Linked DNA regions of Mus musculus: all the other regions are linked to region 1. A link is a contact called in public Hi-C, HiChIP or PLAC-seq, Micro-C and promoter capture Hi-C data. All regions are on one chromosome and are shown on one strand. Each heading gives the region's core, a stretch centred on a gene start, on an enhancer-like site or on the middle of the called end of the contact. The rest is flanking DNA. Distances are from core to core; before and after follow the strand shown. Region 1 holds the start of Cep41 (centrosomal protein 41). Region 2 overlaps Gm40359 (a long non-coding RNA gene). Region 3 holds the start of Klf14 (Kruppel-like factor 14). Region 4 has its middle 18 kb from the start of Gm40359. Region 5 has its middle 24 kb from the start of Klf14. Region 6 holds the start of 1700095J07Rik (RIKEN cDNA 1700095J07 gene).

Region 1 (2,973 bases), core at 16-2,515:
GGGGTTCGCTATGCAAAGATGTGATAAATACACCCTATCTACTCCCTTCTAACCTTTGCAGCCCCCAATCCTTCATTCTAATAGAATGATGAGTGGGAATTTTAGAAGGGTTAAAGACTAGACATGGTAAAGGGATTTAAGATAAACCTTGGTAGGTATTAAACACTAAACACAGTACAAGGGGCAGTTAGGACAATAGTCCAAGATCCTGGAGGTCCAGTCTGAATGACTTGATCCAAGATACGGCCCTAAGAGCAGGTTCCTGAAGTTGCTATGAGGCACGACAGGGTATGAGAGACCACGTTGTTGACTAGGTCATCTGCGTAGACCCTGCCATAGTTCACATGGATGTTGTTATTAACACAGAGCTAGCCAGTATGAACAAACCAATGGAACCTTTCTCTATTCCTGGAAAAAAAAACGACTTAGAGCACAGGACAAAGGGTTACTGTGCTGTTTCTTCCCTGTAAAATGAAATAGTAATTTTGATGGATTTGGTGGGACATTTAGGAGCCAAGTCAAACTGTGTGGGTAATTGTTTTGTAAAGGTGCTAGGACTTAATTTTCAGATCTGGAATGAGAACAGGTGGTGGTTGGTGGCAGGAGTTACAATGGTTTCCATGACAACGGGATCGGATTTTAGTCATCTTTCCCATCCTCCACAAAACATACTGCCGCTTTCTTCATAAGGTGCTTATTAAATACTTGTTAAATGAATGATGAACCACTGAACGGTGTGTGCTCTTTGCAATTAAGGTTGCTGTTCTTTCGCTAGACTAAAAGCTTTTAGAGCAACAATAATTACTGTGTTTACTTATGATATTTTGCATAATTTGCATAATAACTTAAGACCTGAACATAATAAACTATGCACTCTCGTTCCAGTTGAACATCCCTGGCCCAAATCATGTCCTTTGCCGTGGAAGAAGTAGCCCCGATGTTTGGTTAGAAAGACTTTACAAAGGGTTGGGGGGACCTGTGGTGAATTTGTGTTCTCTCTCCAGCCTGAGGCCAGACCCTCCCCCCCCCCCCCTTCTCAGGTCTGCGCAGGCGCCGGAGCCCCTCCCCCTTCCTTCCCGCGCTCAGGCAGGAGCTGGGCGCCAGGATCCAAGCTGCGCTAGCGGGCGTCCCGCGTTGCCCTTGGCAACCATTGAGCAGCTTTTTTTGCTCTCCCCGCCCGGGCCGAAGCAGTAAACGGAGCTTCTATTGGCTGGCCTGGGCAGCCGAGCCAATCGGAAGAGAGGTTACAGGGAGGCGGCTGAGTGGGGGCTGGAGGGGGGTAGGAAGCTAGATTAGTAGCCAGACGTGAGGCTAGAACCCCGAGCGTGGTCGGTTGGAGCAAATATGTCTGCCCGGAGGCACATTGGGAATCCTGAGGTGAGGGCCAGGTCCGGACCCGAGAGCCGGAGGGGGCGGGCGCACCGGAAAAGGCGCCACGTGGGCAGGGACGAACAGCCGGCCACTTCCGCCGCCCGGAAGGCGGGAAGTGGCCAGCGTGAGGAGGGGGCCGAGCGCAGGGCCTGGGGCGGGGCAGGCCGAGGCTCCACGTCAGTGGCACCCGCCGGTGCCGGGCGTGCTCGCCCCACAAAGACCCACCGGACACCGACGTTCGAGGCTTGGAGGAGCCAAGTACATAAAGACACAGCCCCTGCCCTCAAAGAGTTTACAGTCTAGGAGTGACACCTGCAAACAAAGTAAAAATCAAAGACCCCCAAAACATGGAAGGAGGTGAAGGGGCCCATCACTTCTGAGTTGGGGTACCCCAGGCCAAGCCGCCCTTGCAAAGGGAGCAAAATAGGGCCCTTTGTTCTCCTTTACCCTCAGTGCCCTTGTGCATTTGTAGCAGTTTAATGTCACCCAGTGTTATTTGACCCTTACCAAACAAGTAACCAGACCTACAAAGAGAACGACAGAGTCTCTACAGTAGAGTTCAGTCTAGTGATGGAAATTGGTGAGCTTCGGGAGAGAGATGGAGGAGGAAAGACAGCACTCAAGCTGAGAGAAGGAGGGGCGTTCTTGAGCTGAAAAGGCCCCAACCCATCAAGGCCACTCGTGAGTCAGGTGAAGAGCTTGCTAGAACAGCCTGTGTAAAGCCAAGGAGAGCTTCAACTCCGACCAAGTCCCAGTAGGAGTCTACAGAACAAAAGGCAATTTGAGAGGGGCCTTCTGCACCTTCATAGCAAACACCAGTTGTAGGTCTTGGATTTCTTGTTGAATGCCTGGTGTCGGAAACTGTGGCATGTGTATTGGAGTGCCATGATAGTAATGTCTGTTATTTTGGTGGGGTTTTTTGTTTGTTTGGTTGTTTTTTGTTGTTGTTGTTTGGTTGGTTGGTTGTCTCTGAGACAGTCTCACTATGTAGCTCCAGCTGTCCTGGAACTCACTATGTGGACTAGGCTGGCCTCAAACTTAAAGAGATCCACCTGCCTCTGCCTCATAGATACTGGAATTTAAAGGCATGTGCCGCCACTACTAAACCTTGATAGTGATGTGTAAATATTACACAGTGTCACTTACATTTGGAGTCTAAAGTCCAACTCAGTGAAGTAGAAATTAGAATAATGGTCACCAGAAGTTAGGGATATAGCGTCTGGGACAAAGAGATGCTGGTCGCAGGGTAGAAAGTTTGTTAGGAGAACTAAACTTTTGAGATGGCACAGGAGATGACACAGCAGGGTGACTAAAATATAAATTTAATGTACATCTCAGATTAGCCAAGAGAACATTCCAAACCTCTCCTCACAACAAGGGAGGTAATGACGATATTTACTAACTTAATAATTGCACAGTGTGTGCATGTCAACCTTTTTTTCCTAGAAATAAATTATGTTTTGTCAACTAAAATAATATCAATATTAGATGCCTGTGATGGGGTGGGCTGGGTAGTTCAAGATTGGGAATACCATTATCCTGCCTACTGGTCAGCACGCAAGAAGCTTCTAAGGAGTTTTAGTCATGTGCTCAGACTTGCAT
Region 2 (3,056 bases), core at 191-2,690, 320 kb before region 1:
TTCCTGTATATGGGAGTGACTTGGCTGTTAATCTAAGTGATTTTGTGTAGACTTTCTTCTATTAAGTAATGTAGTCTGCCATTCATAATTATAATAAGAATTCTAAACTTACTTTGCTAAGCTTGCCCTGAAATTTCTAACTCTATGTAGTAGATAGTAATGCCTGATTTCTTTAACTATCTCTCTTTCAATACTGGAGGCAATTCATCTGAATAGGCAACATTCTTACTGAATTCCAAGCTCAGGGTCGGCTCAAGGACTGCCTAGGACATTGGTGAAGGCCAGGAAGCAAAGTTCAATTTAGCTTAGGTATTTGACAAATCATTGCTTGGAGGCACCTATAATAAAACAATACTGAAAGAAAGCACACAGATCCATTCACTGACTAACACAAGGACATGTTTGGAGTATTCCTGCTACAGGATGCCAAGGCTCCAAGAGACTAAGTTTCCGTGAAACATTTTGCCATGGGACTGTGTCCAAGCTTTTGGGCCTGCCACTAAGTTTTTACTGGAGTGGGTGTGGCACCTCTGGAGTGCCAAGTTAACAGGTGTGAGTCACAGCACCTAGCAGGATGCTGGAGATCAAACCCAGGACTCCACACATGCTAGGCAACCACACTATCACTGAGCTACATGAACAGTGTCTCAACTTCTGGATATAGACCAATAGACCCCCAAAGTGCAGGGTCTATTGGTCTATATGCTGTGCTGTGCTGCAGTTGGCCCATGAGAGCCGCTCTGTATTTCTTTCCCCGCTTGGCCTTCAGTGACTGTGCACTGATAGATAGCTCGATAGAGGAGGGGAGTTTAGGACAATGAAACCAACAAAAGCTAAGAGCATCCTCTCCCATTCCTTCCTTTCTGAAGCAGAGGCCCACCAGCCTGTAGCTTCTCCCTTGGACCCGGCAGAGGTTATAATGGGGTGTTTTTGCTGTCTGCGTTTTGCTGGGGAATGGCTCCTGCCATATGAGTCCATGGATTTTAACTATTTCAGTGAACTCTGCTGGCTTTTCGAGATGGCAATTTTCCCCTTTTTTTTTTTTTTTTGTACATGCAGTTAAGAATTGTCCTAAGGGATGAGTCTCCACCGAGTCTTCAGTGGCACTCTGTGCTAGGCTCCTAGCCTGTCCATCTCAGGAAGTGGTACCCTCTTTGAGTCATTTTCTCTCACCATTATTGCTGCCAGTGTCCTACCCTCAGCCCAGCTAGTCTCAGTGGACTTTCTTCAGCCTCTCTATCCTTAAATGCCTCTTGGAACTAGACTTGGCCCCTCCCCCTGCTGCCTGAGAAGCTGACTTTCTAAATCAATTCTCTCTCTTTCTCTCTCTCTCTCTCTCTCTCTCTCTCTCTCTCTCTCTCTCTCTCTCAATTCAGAAGTCCCGTGAGCTGTGGCCACAGGCCAAGATCCCAAATTAACCTATGCCATCATTTCCCTCTTAGCACTTGAAACTGTAGCATGCTCTGGGCAGAATGCCAAGGCTTTCTATCCTAGGCCCTAACGGCCTTCATTACCTAAATAAAATGTTGCCTGAAATAGAAAAGTCAGATTTTTTTAACTCTTTATTGACTTTTACTTTATGTTACTAATTGCTATTGAGCATCCTGTGAGCTGTAGCGCACCTTGGTAAGGATGAAGCTTTCAGGAAACATTTTCAGGGTTAGCCTAAGAATTACAATGTCTTAGCAGACTCAAACACCAAGCAGTTTTGTAAACATTAACAGAAGAAAGCTCTTTATGCCAGCTTGACAATGGAAGTTCTGTGCAGCTGTGAATGCTTCAAAACTCTCTCTCTCTCTCTCTCTCTCTCTCTCTCTCTCTCTCTCTCTCTCTCCTATTTTTGTTGTGGTGGGTTTTGTTTTTGTTATTTAATCAAGCATAATATTTTTATTGATTATTTGGGAATTTCACACAATGCACCCTGATCGCCTGATCGTACCCCATTCACCTTCCTTTCTTCCCGGGTCCATACTCTCACCGCCCACCCCACCCCCCAAGAAACAGAAGAAAATAAAAAATATACCCCAGGTCCAGTTTGTGTTGCCCATATACTCAATGGAGCATGCTGAAATGCCCAGTGGCCAGCCACTTGAAGATAACTGAGTCCTTCCCCATCCCCACCCCACCAGAAGCCACCAACTGTGAAGTGCTACACTTTAGCTGCCTTAGCACAATTTTTAAGCACTCTCTTCAACGTTTTCCTGCCTGACTTTTTTCTTTTCTTTTTTTTCTGGGAGTAGGGGTGGGCTAGGGGTGGAGGTGGCGGGGGAGGGGGTGGGGAATGTTGTCACAGATGCCTTCTATGTCTCTCATTCTCAACTGTGAGTCTGCATTAGATCGACGATGCCACGACAAAAGAAGCTTCCTGGCCCAAAACAGCCAGCGGCAGCATGGATTGTGGACCTCAACATGACCCCAGGTGGCAGCATAGACCACAAACGCCAACAAGGCCCTCCCTCTGCGGGAGCATGGACCGCAGATACCAACTTGGCCTCTGGCCGCAGCCCTGACCACAAACACTCATGTGTTCTCTAGCAGTAGTATGGACCAAGGACATCAACATATCCCCAACCCCACCTTCCACCCCCACTGCAGCATGTAACATCCACGTGGCCTTTGGCAGCAACACAGACCCATGGGTATCAACATCCCGCAACAGCAACAGCAGCGGCACGAACCATGGACGTCTTTTCAGGTGGTCCAATCCAGGAAATGAACTGTTCTCCATCTTGGAAGCCCTGTCTCTGCTCAGAGCTGAGAGAGATCTGTAGCCTGGGCAGTGTGCTGGGGGCAGAGGCTGTGAGGGCTCCAGGCTCCAGGCTACTCAGGAACAACAGCTCCCCCACCCCCCGCTGCACCCCACCACAGCCTCACCCCCACGTCTGTCATGAGCAGCTCCATCTGCTAACTCTGCCCCACCTCTCTATCACACGTATATTCACCGAAGTGGCATTAAAACCTGCAGCGTCTCTGTTGTGGTTATTCCTCAGATTGTTTTGATATTGTATATTGTGAATGTCTAATGTACTTATATTTTGTAGAAGGGGTAATATGAA
Region 3 (2,896 bases), core at 56-2,555, 270 kb before region 1:
ACAGTAACACTTGCCCACATTTAAAATACACTAACAAAGATACATGGGTCTATTTACATACTTAGGTAGCTGTGTAATAAAGCACAGCAAATGTTAGAAGAATTTACCCTTTATGATACTGATTAGCGAGGGAGAAAACGAACAGTGCTAGAGAAACGAGGGAAATGACATTCTACCCTCTCTGGATGCTTAATATAAATTTAAAATTTGAAGCAAACACGACAAAAATATCATATTTGATTATTCTAATCATCAAGTATATGGACATATGTTATTCTTGAAGCATGTGTATCATTTTACTTTTCCAAAGAAAAAAATAGTGAAGCATTGCAAATAAAGTGCACATAACGTAATAGTACAAAAGTAAAGCCTATGTACATCCCAAACCGTGGTAGCACTACATTTAGAAATCATCCTGTTTATTTTCTGTGGGGTTTTTAATTTTTAAAAAATAAAAAGGGGGGCAAATAAAGCCGTGAAGGCATGTGAAAGAAATCATTCATATTTGATTATAAAAAAGAAAAAGCCCCCACAGTCATAAACCACTGGATGAGCATTCTATACTATTTTGCTGCATATTCTTAATTTTAATTTTTTTGTCAAAAGAGAACTAGAAGAGGTTGCCTAATTGGAAACGTGACTTTCTATTATTAAAATTGTGGGAGTCCATTTTAATGTGTTTATCTCGCTGCTAGTCTGTAATTTATATTTCAGCGTGGATATTTGTTTGTGTGCCTGTGACAGGTTAATGCAGTTTAAACGTGCGTTTTTTTCTTTCGTTGCTTGAATAGTTAAATCGTTACTTCAAGGATTTTAAGTTTCTATTTCAAGCGGGGATGATTCTTTGCTCTCGCCAGGGTTAAAACCGTTTCTGATTCAAAACGCTATTAATTAATGGCTACGCGGTGATCTATTGGCGACAAGGCTGCCGATCCTGCATTAACAGCCGAACTGCTAAATGAGAAAACTTTGTTTCGCCCCCGTTTTCTTTTGGATGAAGACTTGGGGCTATTTTCCATTTGAGCTGTGAGCGGTGGACGCGAGTCAAACGCAATCGCAGCCCACTTCGCCAGCGATCGCGTTTGCGAAGCGAAAGACAAGTCAGGTATTAGCGCCGCTTTTTTTTCCCTCGCCGCTCCCTCCTCCCCCTTAGAGGATAAAAAAAAGTTTCTAGGACTCTGCCTGACACCCAGCTGGCCAGAGACCAGGGGCGAGGGGGGCGAGGCCGGCAGGCTGCCCAGAAGTTGCGATCCGGGACTTGCGCGCATTGAAATTACCTGGCTCGCCAGCAGCGGAGAGAAAGCGCAGACAAGATAATTTCCCAGGCTGCTGGGAATGCCATAGCCCGCGCGGCAGCGCGATCCAGGGGTGTCCTCGGGCCGGGGCGGGTCCCCGCCACCCCCGCAGGCTTCAGTGCGTCAGGGCGCGTCAGGCGGGGCGGGCTCGGCTCCGGCAGCAGCGGCTGCGGGCGGCGAGCGGCGCGCACCGGCTTCCAGCTCGTCTGGCTCCAAGCGGCGGGACGGACGCTCCCGGGGACTCTCCGGCCCGCGGCTGGCCGCGCTCGGACGGCGCTCGCCCGCAACCGGGCGCCGCCAGCATGTCGGCCGCCGTGGCTTGCCTGGACTACTTCGCTGCCGAGTGCCTGGTGTCTATGTCCACCCGCGCCGTGCTGCACCGGCGCGCAACGGACCCCGAAGGCGCGAGCGCAGCGGCTGTCTCCGAGGTGGGTGCAGTGTCTCGGGAGTCGGCGGGGAAGGGTACCGGGTCACGGGGGGTGCTGTGGATACCCCCAGTCCTCCAGGTCCCCACCCCGAGCCCCGGAGAAGGCGATGGCGCGCCCCACCTGCTGGCTGCGAGCGCTTTGGCTGATTTAAGCTGTGGTGCCCGGGAAGACTTCAGGGAAGACTCCGAAGAAGCTCCGTGTGCCTCAACTAGCTGCTTCGAGCCGACCTGGTGCTCCAGCCCTACTGGGGGCTCTGAGCCTACCCAGGCCTTCTTCGAGGATGAGCTCTCTGACGCCGAGAGCTCCTGCAGTGATTCTGCTATCCTGGATGCGCCTGAGGCCTCAGAGGAGCCGGATGACAGCGGAGAAGTGCCCGAGGGGCCCCCAGGGGCCCGCCCTGCGCCATCAACGGGCCCGACGTACCGAAGGAGGCAGATTACGCCCGCATCCAAGCGACATCAGTGCTCCTTCCATGGCTGCAACAAGGCCTACTACAAGTCGTCGCACCTCAAGTCACACCAGCGTACCCACACGGGGGAACGCCCCTTCTCCTGTGATTGGCTCGACTGCGACAAGAAGTTTACGCGTTCTGATGAGCTAGCCCGCCACTACAGGACGCACACCGGTGAAAAGCGCTTCTCCTGCCCGCTGTGTCCCAAGCAGTTCTCTCGGAGCGACCACCTGACCAAGCATGCTCGTCGCCATCCAACTTACCATCCCGACATGATCGAGTACCGAGGTCGTCGTCGCACTCCCCGCCCTGAGCCACCACCCCCAGCCATGGTGGAAAGCTCTGGTTCCGACTCCAGCTCCTCTTCTGGCCAGGAGACCAGCTTCACTGCTTGCCTGTAGGACTGTCTTGCTGTCTATCTTTCCCTCAAGCACAACCCCCACCCCCGCTGCCCCCCAGGCCGTTGTCCATGCCTTCTCTCTGTCCATTCCTATTTTCCAGGGTCATTAGACCGAGGTACAGACTGGTTGCTCCGCACTGGGGATGGGTTCAGACAAACTTGTCGGACTCTGGAGAGGGACTGGGAGCCAGAAGATAGCAGGAAGTCCTGCAACACAAACATCTTCTGAAATGAACGGTTTCTTCCAAACAGCCTGCAGGAACCTTTGAGAAGGGATGAACTCTCCAGCGTACTGAAGTTTCTTCCCTCCATGGCACCAGAG
Region 4 (3,253 bases), core at 646-3,145, 340 kb before region 1:
CTGTGCAGCCCAAAGCGAAAGGGATCCTGTCATTTGTCACAAGCTTGACCTGGAGGACATGATGCCAAGGGAAATAACCTAGACACAGTATAAACCCCGCAGTGTGCTCATTGATATGCAGAATCTACACGAGATGAAATCAGAGAAGCGGAGTATAGGATGGGGGTTGCTAGGAGCTGCGGAGTTGCTGGGGACATGGGAGCTGTTGGTTAAAAGATAGGAAGAAAGTTCTGGAGAGCCAGCCAACAGCATGACTACTATAGTCAATACTCTACTGTACATCAGAAATTTGCTGATAGCAGATCTTAAATATTCTCACCACACCTGCACAGATGTTTACTGTGATGGTAGATGATATGCTGCTAACTTGCTGAGGTGGTCATGCTGTCTGGCCACAGCCAAATTAAATTAGAAGTCAATGGTAAGAGAAGTGGAGAAACCCCATACATTAGGAGAACTTGAATTATTAACTCATAGAGGAAACCAAGTAAAGGTGTATATTACAGAAACCCCCATTTGTGGAATTATATAACTCTAACTATAAAATTTAAAAATTAAGCCATGGAACCTGGCATGGTGGAGCATACCTTTATAATCCCAGCACTCGGGAGGCGGAGGCAGGTGGAGTTCTGAGTTTGAGGCCAGCTTGGTCTACAAAATGAGTTCCTGGACAGCCAGGGCTATACAGAGAAACCCTGTCTCAAAAAAAAAAAAAAAAAAAAAATTAAGCCATGGAAGACAGACTATAGATTGTGTAAAAATGTATGCTTGATAGATAGATAGATCTGAACTAATTAAAGATTTCAATCAGAACTGAATTTACAGAGTGTATGCAAATTAGTAAAAGATAATCCAAATTAAAATACTCAAGCTATTTGGGAAACACTTGATAACGAGGATGGGGCGGTCAGTAAATACCTGAGAAGGCACTCGGTCTCATTATTCATCAGGGAGTTATGAGAAAAAACCACAGACAGGATACCACTTCACACCCCTTCGGATGCTGTTAAAAATAAAATAACCAGTTCACTCATTAACCACTGAGTCAGGGTTGAAACTGAGACCACTTTGGAAAATGTTTCAATAATTACCTTCTATAGGATGGAGGAATTCCACAGCACATCCCCAAGAGAAATGGAAGTCCATCTTCCGAAAATTACTTAGGCACATATTTATATATATTTATTCATAATAAACAAAGTCTAGAAATAACGAAATGTTCATCAGGCAAATAAGGAAACAGTGATATACTACTCCCCAGGGAGGTGGACCGGATTGGAAAGTTAAAGCAGGTTCTTGTTGTGCACAGCACAAATTAGTTATATATGGGGACAGTAGTTAAGTTTTTGTTTTTTTTTCTTTTGGTTTTATTATTATTTTTTTTAATCTTCAGTAGTCTTTGATGCAGCTTATATGAAGATAATTGTTGTTCTGTTAACTGAATACCACTCTGTAATTGAAAAAAGAAAGGAAGGAAGGGGGAGAGAGAGAGAGAGAGAGAGAGAGAGAGAGAGAGAGAGAGAGAGAGAGACACGGATTGCTGGTGTATACCACAGCATAGATAAGTCTTCAAAGGACATATTAGTCAGTTATCCAGAAAGGTGGGAAGAGACGTTGTATACATACGAATAGTTATAGATAACAGATAGGTAACTGACAGGAGTTGGAGAAAAGATGGGTGGGTGAGTCGATGTGATGTAGCTGATGTGGGTACAGACATAAAGAGAAAGCCAGAATTGGCTCATATAATGGCGACCGAGATGATATGTTGCCATATCCTCTGGTGGCCACAAGATGGCGACGTAGAGCTGCTGGCTCTAACTCAGCCTGAATCCAAAGGCTTGGAAAGCTGGGTGGGGGTGGGTAGCGTTGGCGCTGTAAGCCCTGGAGATGGCAGACCCAGGGAAAGGAAGCAGAGGCTGGCCTAGCTGAGAAAAAGAGGCAGCCTACCTCTGCACTTTTGTCCTATGTAAGCCTCAGGCCTGGATGACATCCACTACAACGGTGAGGACAGATCCCACCTACAGATCAAACTCAGTCGACCAATTTGATACTAATCTCTTGTAGGAATATCCTCATAGGCCCAGAGATCTTGTTTATGCTTTGGCCTGCCTTAACATAGTCAACCTGGCCTGTGAAATTACTGCCGTGTACAAGATAAATCAAGAAATCGGTCACAAACAGGGCTCACCCTGTGTAAGTCCTTTCCTACGAAGTTCACATGTAGGTAAGCTAATCTCTGGTGATGAAAATCAGAACAACTTCCGTGTGTGGGGAGAATTTACTAGAAAGTAGCACAAAGAAATTTTGGAAGATGATGAAAATATGTTCTATGTTGATTTGAGAGCTGTTTCATAGGTTGACACATTTGTCAAAAGTTATCAGTGTGTGTGTATATATATATATATATATATATATATACATGTCTGCATACTTCTTTGCATAAGCTCATTAAATCGGAATTTTAGGGCAGAGCAGATGGCTCTGTGTGTGAAAAGGACTTTGGTGCACAAATGTGAGGACCCGAGCTTAGATTGAGAAAGTCCATGAAACACTGGTACCATAGCACATCTACCGCAGGTGTGCCTCCTTTAAGATGGGAAGTGGAGACAGGAGAATCCTGGGATGCTCCAGCCAGCTAGCCTGGTGGATGAAAGCTGAGAACAGCTGATACTGTCCTGACCTCTACCCGCCCAGTGTGACACAGACATCTCTCTCTCTCTCTCTCTCTTTCTCTCTCTCTTTCTCTCTCTCTCTGCCTGCCTGTCTGTCTCCCCCACCCCCACCCCACACACACATTTAGAAAAAGTGTTTTTAAAGTAATTTTTGGAATTGAATCTTAAATTCGATCACAAATATTATTACATTAATTCTTATTTCTATAATTCTTCTGCATGGTTATCAGTGAAGCCACATGTAACCAGGGGTATATGTACCCAGGTCTTCTAAAGCTTGAGTGTAATTTTAAAGGCTTATTGTGATCAATAGGACCTAATTCACAAATGTAAATTAGGTGAGAATATGATTTAAAATTATAAACATTATCATAATATTTTTGAAGAAGCTGACAAATATCACCAGCATTGCCCTTAAAAAAATTCTGGCTTAAGCCCTGTTTTTCCTGTGTTTTGGCCACATGACATTTGATCACTGGTTCATATAACAGCAACTTTATAGTGTTTTCTCCAGAAAGATAACTCACTCTTCTGGTATAGCTAGTACAATTTTCGTTGTTTTTGAGCCAAGAGTCTCA
Region 5 (2,865 bases), core at 80-2,579, 290 kb before region 1:
TAAATACCAATTTTAACCATGAACTAATTGCTATTTTTAAAAGGTGTAATCATGTCATGTTCGTGTATTTAGTAACAGGAAACATCTCAAAAATCTATTGAGTGATTTAATGAAATTATGAAGCATAAGCAACATTTTGTTAAAAGTTAAATTATGCACATCCAATTGATTGTCTCTGGGTGATGGAACTGGGGAATAATTTTTAAAACCTCAATTGTATTTCCTAAAATTTCCTACAATAAACATGTAATTATATTAAATAGAAGAAAAGCCAATCAACATTTTTCTTTTTAAAAAACCGACATATTCTTTTGCCACATGTCTCCAGATCTGGCTAGAATTCTCTTGTTCTCACTACTGTGACATTGCAGATAGAAGGCCCCGCAGATATTCATCGTTGTCTAGTCCAGCCATGTGAGCTCTTCATAAGAAGCTATCGGTTGTCAGGACATCCTTCATACAAAAACACTCATACACAGCCGGCGCTCAGGCTCAGAAAGATGGAGCCGAGACTGAGGAAAAGGCCAACCAATGACTGGCCCAACCTGAGCCCCATCCCACAGGAGAGAGCCAACCCCTGACACTATGAATGATACTCAGCTATGCTTGCAGTCAAGATCCTAGCATAACTGTCTCCTGAGAGGTTTCATCCAACAGTGAATGGAAACAGATGCAGAGACCCACAGCCAAACATCAGGCAAAGTTGGGGGAGTCTTGTAGAAGAGTTCAGGGAAGGACTGAGAGACCGGAGGGGTCAAGGATACCACAAGAAGACCTACAGGGTCAACTAACCTCACTCAGCCCGTGGGATCTCACAGGGACTGAACCACCAACCAAAGAGCATGCGGGGGCTGGAGCTAAGCCCCCTACACGTTTAAAGCAGATGCAGCTTGGTCTTCATGTGGGTCCCCTAAAAGTTCAGGGTGGGGGCTGGGAATCTCTGACTCTGTTGCTGCCATTGGATCACCTTCCCCTAGCTGGTCTGCCTTGCTGGACCTCAATGGGAGAAGGACTTGATGTCCCAGGGAGGGGTGGTACCTAAAGGGGGGGGTTCTCCTTCTCCTTAGAGAAGAGGGGAGGGTAGTGGGGTGAGGGGTGTGTGAGGGTGTGTCTGGGAGGAGAGAAGGGAGGGGAACTGCGATCGGGATGTAAAATAAATGAGTAAATTAATTAATGAAAAAAAAAAAGATTTCTTGACTAAACTGAGAAAGTAAAAAAAAAAAAAAAAAAAAAAAAAGTAACTCCTTCTTCTGCCACTAGAGAGCACCATTTTGCCACTAAGACAGCGCCAGGAGCTTGACGCAAAGGAAAAAAAAAAAAAAAAAGCTTTTTCTTTTTTCCGTTTTCAACAGAAAAAGCTTCCACAAAGATTATCAAGTCGTCTCGAAGGGGAAATGAATGTAAACCCTTCCCAACAATAAAATGTCGATTCCAAGATGAGATAGCTTCTCTTTATCTTAGCTCTGGACACTATGTACTTTGTACCTGTGACATCCTTTTCCGCCAGATCCTTAAAAAGCAGTTTTACAGAGTCTCAAATTAGATCCTGTGTTTTGCTACCGCACGAAAGCAACTCTGTGTCTAAAGCGCATTTCTCGTTCATTCACCAGTCAGCTTGAATCCCTAGAAGTGTAAAAACACTTGCTACGTTGAATTAAAAGGTTAAGGTTCCCTTTCAAATCATGTGCCTCTCCCAAGAAAATCCAACACGGCAGAGTTCCAGATTTACAAAACACAAAAAATGATGTGATGGTTATAAAAACCTTCTTGTGATTTTATTGATGGTTTCAACACGAGTCGCAATGGAATGTTCTTCTGATTCACTTAAAACATGGTCCCCTGTTTTAAGAGTTAAAACGGCAGCCTGTTTCACAGGGATGCATGCGATTTGAAGACTGATCAGCCCTTGCTGATGACAGGAGACAGACAGACAAGTCCACTCACAGGAGAAGCAATTGCTTTAGAAAAAGATGTAAGCGGAACTGTCTGATACCTAAAACAGGAGTCTCGTAGATGTGGCTCTGCTATTATAAAAGCTGGGACCCATGGAGTCTAGAAACAACCAGTAAGTCTCCATCACTAGCCTGCCCCACCCCAATAGCTACCAAGTCCAAATTCCCACTCCCCAACTTACTGATCTTTCTGACTTGATCAGTGCCCAACTCCTCCAGGCTTCCTGTTCCCTATCTGAAACAATGAGACTTCTTTTTTGTTTTGTTTTGTTTTTTTGTTTGTTTGTTTATTCGAGACAGGGTTTCTCTGTGTAGGTACTGGAACTCACTCTGTAGACCAGGCTGGCCTCGAACTCAGAAATCTGCCTGCCTCTGCCTCCCAGTGCTGAGATTAAAGGCTTGCGCCACCACTCCAGGCTACAATGAGACCTCTTGCATAGGAATCTGGAGAGGGTTAAAGAAGACCTGATACAAAGAACATTAAGTGAATGCTACATTGTAAACACTCAAAATAGTCACTGTTACTCAGAATCTTACTGCACAGATGACGTAGGAAATGCCTAAGACATCATGCTGGCAGCGGGTGAGCACTAGGTGTGGGCTGTTATTATCTTGTGAGAGAAAGGCACTGCATGCTCACGGAGTGTTTGATCCCCTTGAAAGATGTGTCATCCTCACGCAAATGTGACATGAGACATCCCACTCTTGGGAAATGTGCAGGTTCCTGGACTCTGATTCCAGCACCAGGCAAGGCTCCTTCTGCTAGTAACGCAGCATTTTACAGAAATACCTGCCAAGAGGAATATAAGGGGCAGCTGATTTGGGTATATAACCTGTAGTTTAGGACACAAAATAAGCTCACGTCTCCACTAATGTTCGATTTGGAGAAACCATCCTTGACCACATCCAGTTT
Region 6 (3,056 bases), core at 220-2,719, 390 kb after region 1:
GGTGATTCTGAGGTGTTGGGCCAAGCTTGAAAACCACTGTCTTAGCACAGGGGAGGGAGGTAATCAGGCAAAGGAGGCTGGGGGAGCCACTCTAGGAAAGCTGGTAGGGGCAATAACACCCTAGGGAGTCTGGTGCAGACAGTGAGAAAGACAAATCTTGTTTTGTTTTGTTTTCTTCCTTCAATGAAGTGATCAGATAAAGGTGGCTAGAAGTCTTTTCATACCCGTCTGCTGACAGATTTCTCCTAGGAGAAAGCAATGGATAGTCTTTTTTTCTCCCCAGAACATAGAGTGGAAGTTACCAGGGGCTGGTGGGATGGGGAGGAGGGGTTATTCTTTTAAGGGCACATGATTTCTGTCTGGATTGATGAAAAGGTTCAGGAAATGAGCACTAGTCATACTTGCACAATATTTAATGGTTTTTTGCTGTTGCATTGAATATTTAAATATGGTTAACATTGTATATTTTATATGTATGTTACAACTAAAAAAAAAAAAATAGCTGGCATTTTGAAGGGTAGAAAGATAGGAGCAAATGATCTTCAATTTAGCCCTCAGTACCTGACCTGACAAAGTCCAAGTGTGTGTCATAGAGAAAAGACAATAGATAAAGCTTTTGAGGATACTTGGCACTATTCTGCCTCTTTTACCTTGTTGCTCCTTAGGTTTACAGTACTTTTGAGCCCTGTAGAGCAGTATATCTCAGACTTCACTGTTCAGGGAACTGTCTGAGAACTTAGTTCAACTGCATATGTTAATTGAGTAGGCCTAAGGCCCTTCTAGAGGCATTCCTTCCTAGTTCTCAAATGATGCTGACACTCTGGTCCATTCTGGGAGAGCTGTGTAAATTTCATCTTCATCTACACTGTATCCTCAGAGTCATGAACTGATATAGGAGTTCAGAGGGCAGAACTGTGTCTTTGTTCTGCATTATAACTTATTTAGGGTGCTTCTATCAGTCACCTTTGTGATTTTAAAAAGGACCTCAACTTACCTCAAATTCTGTAGAATGAGGATGTTAGTATCAAATTATTTCTGTTCTTTGCTGCTTCTACTGCAGTTCCGGAGTTGTTGACCTTGTTTGCATAGAGGGTAAATGAACCCTGTTTGCAAGCTCTGGGGAAGCCTTACTGTAGTCTAAATCCCTGCAAACCAATTCCCTCTGAAGAGGGAGCAGAGTGGAGAGAACATGCTGGTGTGGGAATTTCCAGATTTGGACGCCAGTCTGAGTAATTGCCACTTTGGCCTCCTCCATATCCAAACAGCCTTTGCAGCACTGTTGAGAGGGTGGTACATAAAGTATGAATGTAATCATACTGCCATTATTTACTACCGTCGTTTATGTTGATGGTAACGACACTGGCAGTTGATCGATGAAGTGTGTGAGGAGGTTGGGGGAGGGGGCGGAGGGAATGCACGATGGCAGGAGAAAGAGGAACTACATCTCCCAGAACTCCCCTGACAAGCTTACACCGCGACGACGATGCTCCTCCCCTCCCACCGGCGCCCCGCCCCTCAGATGACGTCACAGAGGTGACATCACGGCGCCTAGAGCGAGGCTAGGGTAGAGAGGCCGACCGAGCTGGAGTCGTCGGCTTGTGGAGGAAGCAGCTGGGAGCTGGCGAGAGCGTGAGCGAGCGGGCGGGCAGGCGAACGAGCTAGCGCAGGCGGGAGGGAGCGGCGCACGGCGCGGAGCAGCGGCAGCCCGGGCCGCGGCGGAGCCTCAGTCGGAGGGCAGCCCGAGCGGGCGCCTCGGTCCCCGCCCCCACTCGGCGGGGCAGTGCCCGGTGTTCCCCCGTGCGGGGGGCGGCGGCTGAGCGGACCCCACGGGACCGCGCGGGTGTTGCCACCTCGGCCGAGGAGCCGGCGAGGCCGCGGGGCCCTGCGAGCTGGGCCCGGAGCCCGTGACAGACGGGCCAAGGAGGGGAGAGAGGCGGCGGCGGCGCAGGCGACGGGGAGGCAGCGGCAGCGGCGACACCATGTCATCCCCCAGTCCCGGCAAGAGGCGGATGGACACGGACGTAGTCAAGCTGTATCCTTCATGGAGGGGAATTCGGACTGCGTGTGGGGCGGGTGGGGGTGCCCACTCGAGGGCTCCGGGGCACTCCAGGCCACTGGCCGCGCCTCCCCTCCCTCCCCCAGTGCCTACGGCGGCCCCTTGGCACCTCCCCGGAGCCGAGGGCTTTTTCAGTCCCCCTTTATCTGCAGCCCCCCGAGATGTGCGTTGTTCTTCGCCTTCCTTGCACTCCCCCCCCACCCCCAGCCCCTGACTTTCCCTCTACGACGTTTGGATTCCTAAGACGGCCCTTTCTTAGGGGTGTGTGTGGGGGTATAACTAGACGCCTCCTTCGTCACCGGGAGCTCATCTTCAGGGTCTTTGCTTCCTGTTTGCTAGCTTTGGGTTTATGGGTTCATTATAGAAATTCCTGAGAGGGAAGCCTTTCTCTCTCTCTCTCTTTCTCTCTCTCTCGGGTGTCCCTGTTCCTTCCAGTCACAGTGCTGCTTAAACTGGGGTAACTCAAGCAACCTTCTTTATCCCTAATTCCTTTCTATATTAGGAAGAGAGTAGCCTGCCCAGGGCCCCCTCTTGTAATAAAGAGCTCCGTGTGTTTTAAATCAGACACTCCTGTTAAGCCTTCTGGTCTGGAGAACCTTCCTGTTTTTCTTTCTACTCACAAAGCCTATCCCACTCATAGTGCATGCAGTGAGGACCCCCAGGCCCTCTTAGCAGGCAGGCCACCCTCCATATTGTGGAACTGACAGCTGGGACGAAGGAGAGAAAGGAGCTCCCCGAACAAAATAGCCACTTGAGCAAAACTCCCTCTGAGGATATGGTTCTTGGGGACTGCTTGCCCTGATCTGGGCCAAGTGACACCTTTTATTTTCTACCCCTTCCCCCAGCTTTATATACACCCGAGGTTGCAGTGGGAGAGCTGTAACTGATAAGAGTCCTCCAGGCAGTGGTTTTGGTTGGAATCCAGGCTGATTTTTTTTTGCATGACCAGTAGAGAAATTCGCGAAGGTTCCTAAGGCAAATCGAGCATTTAAAAAAATGT

The links. Promoter capture Hi-C pulls out the DNA fragments that hold promoters and counts their contacts. Hi-C and Micro-C count contacts between places; a contact is called where the count stands out from the background. HiChIP or PLAC-seq counts read pairs in DNA pulled down with a chosen protein or histone mark.
Region 2: a contact with region 1 is called in an H3K4me3 HiChIP or PLAC-seq map of stem cell-derived neural progenitor cells, with 13 read pairs. The contact joins the enhancer-like site here to the promoter of Cep41 in region 1. A contact is called at or near these places in 1 of 39 promoter capture datasets (cranial neural crest), 1 of 15 datasets of contacts at CTCF or cohesin (the NIH/3T3 cell line), 7 of 115 datasets of contacts at active chromatin or transcription factors (the NIH/3T3 cell line, acute myeloid leukemia, astrocytes and 4 more) and 1 of 9 other capture datasets (embryonic stem cells).
Region 3: a contact with region 1 is called in a Micro-C map of embryonic stem cells, with 4 times the contacts expected there. The contact joins the promoter of Klf14 here to the promoter of Cep41 in region 1. A contact is called at or near these places in 18 of 39 promoter capture datasets (the 3T3-L1 cell line, the C10 cell line, HPC-7-derived erythroid cells and 11 more), 1 of 15 datasets of contacts at CTCF or cohesin (the NIH/3T3 cell line), 4 of 484 Hi-C or Micro-C datasets (bone marrow-derived macrophages, embryonic stem cells and muscle stem cells), 14 of 115 datasets of contacts at active chromatin or transcription factors (the 230-238 cell line, the NIH/3T3 cell line, bone marrow-derived macrophages and 5 more) and 2 of 9 other capture datasets (adipose tissue and embryonic stem cells).
Region 4: a Hi-C map of pancreatic cancer cells shows a contact between it and region 1, with 3 times the contacts expected there. The contact joins the enhancer-like site here to the promoter of Cep41 in region 1. A contact is called at or near these places in 4 of 39 promoter capture datasets (the 3T3-L1 cell line, cranial neural crest, frontonasal cranial neural crest and 1 more), 2 of 15 datasets of contacts at CTCF or cohesin (the NIH/3T3 cell line and embryonic stem cells), 1 of 484 Hi-C or Micro-C datasets (pancreatic cancer cells), 7 of 115 datasets of contacts at active chromatin or transcription factors (cardiomyocytes, embryonic stem cells, large pre-B cells and 2 more) and 1 of 9 other capture datasets (embryonic stem cells).
Region 5: a contact with region 1 is called in a promoter capture Hi-C map of cranial neural crest. The contact joins the enhancer-like site here to the promoter of Cep41 in region 1. A contact is called at or near these places in 5 of 39 promoter capture datasets (the C10 cell line, cranial neural crest, frontonasal cranial neural crest and 2 more), 3 of 15 datasets of contacts at CTCF or cohesin (the NIH/3T3 cell line, large pre-B cells and pro-B cells), 3 of 484 Hi-C or Micro-C datasets (bone marrow-derived macrophages, cerebellar granule neurons and muscle stem cells), 8 of 115 datasets of contacts at active chromatin or transcription factors (the 230-238 cell line, craniofacial prominence, embryonic forebrain and 4 more) and 1 of 9 other capture datasets (embryonic stem cells).
Region 6: a contact with region 1 is called in an HNF4G HiChIP or PLAC-seq map of pancreatic cancer cells. The contact joins the promoter of 1700095J07Rik here to the promoter of Cep41 in region 1. A contact is called at or near these places in 2 of 39 promoter capture datasets (the C10 cell line and pre-B cells), 2 of 115 datasets of contacts at active chromatin or transcription factors (extraembryonic endoderm stem cells and pancreatic cancer cells) and 1 of 9 other capture datasets (macrophages).

Annotation. Positions count from the first base shown.
Region 1 is chr6:30,692,041-30,695,013 of GRCm38.p6, reverse strand. Cep41 (centrosomal protein 41) reads left to right here and starts at 1,265. Exons shown (of 11, transcript NM_031998.3): 1 at 1,265-1,377. The coding sequence starts at 1,345.
Region 2 is chr6:31,009,980-31,013,035 of GRCm38.p6, reverse strand. Gm40359 (a long non-coding RNA gene) reads left to right here. Exons shown (of 2, transcript XR_868931.2): 2 at 2,337-2,971. Among named protein-coding and RNA genes, the nearest start is that of Gm40359, 3.4 kb to the left of the region's middle. Within about 2 kb of position 1,440, at least 36 of the 459 cell types and tissues checked have an H3K27ac peak or open chromatin away from gene starts, as enhancers often do. A contact at or near this core is called in bone marrow-derived macrophages and stem cell-derived neural progenitor cells, where this site is marked.
Region 3 is chr6:30,957,399-30,960,294 of GRCm38.p6, reverse strand. Klf14 (Kruppel-like factor 14) reads left to right here and starts at 1,305. Exons shown (of 1, transcript NM_001135093.1): 1 at 1,305-2,896. The coding sequence starts at 1,598. The coding sequence ends at 2,575.
Region 4 is chr6:31,031,768-31,035,020 of GRCm38.p6, reverse strand. No RefSeq gene overlaps it. Among named protein-coding and RNA genes, the nearest start is that of Gm40359, 18 kb to the right of the region's middle. Within about 2 kb of position 1,895, at least 54 of the 459 cell types and tissues checked have an H3K27ac peak or open chromatin away from gene starts, as enhancers often do. A contact at or near this core is called in pancreatic cancer cells, where this site is marked.
Region 5 is chr6:30,981,260-30,984,124 of GRCm38.p6, reverse strand. No RefSeq gene overlaps it. Among named protein-coding and RNA genes, the nearest start is that of Klf14, 24 kb to the right of the region's middle. Within about 2 kb of position 1,329, at least 29 of the 459 cell types and tissues checked have an H3K27ac peak or open chromatin away from gene starts, as enhancers often do.
Region 6 is chr6:30,303,028-30,306,083 of GRCm38.p6, reverse strand. 1700095J07Rik (RIKEN cDNA 1700095J07 gene) reads right to left here and starts at 1,469. Exons shown (of 2, transcript NR_166056.1): 1 at 995-1,469. It overlaps Ube2h (ubiquitin-conjugating enzyme E2H), which reads left to right and starts at 1,545. Exons shown (of 7, transcript NM_009459.3): 1 at 1,545-2,032. The coding sequence starts at 1,980.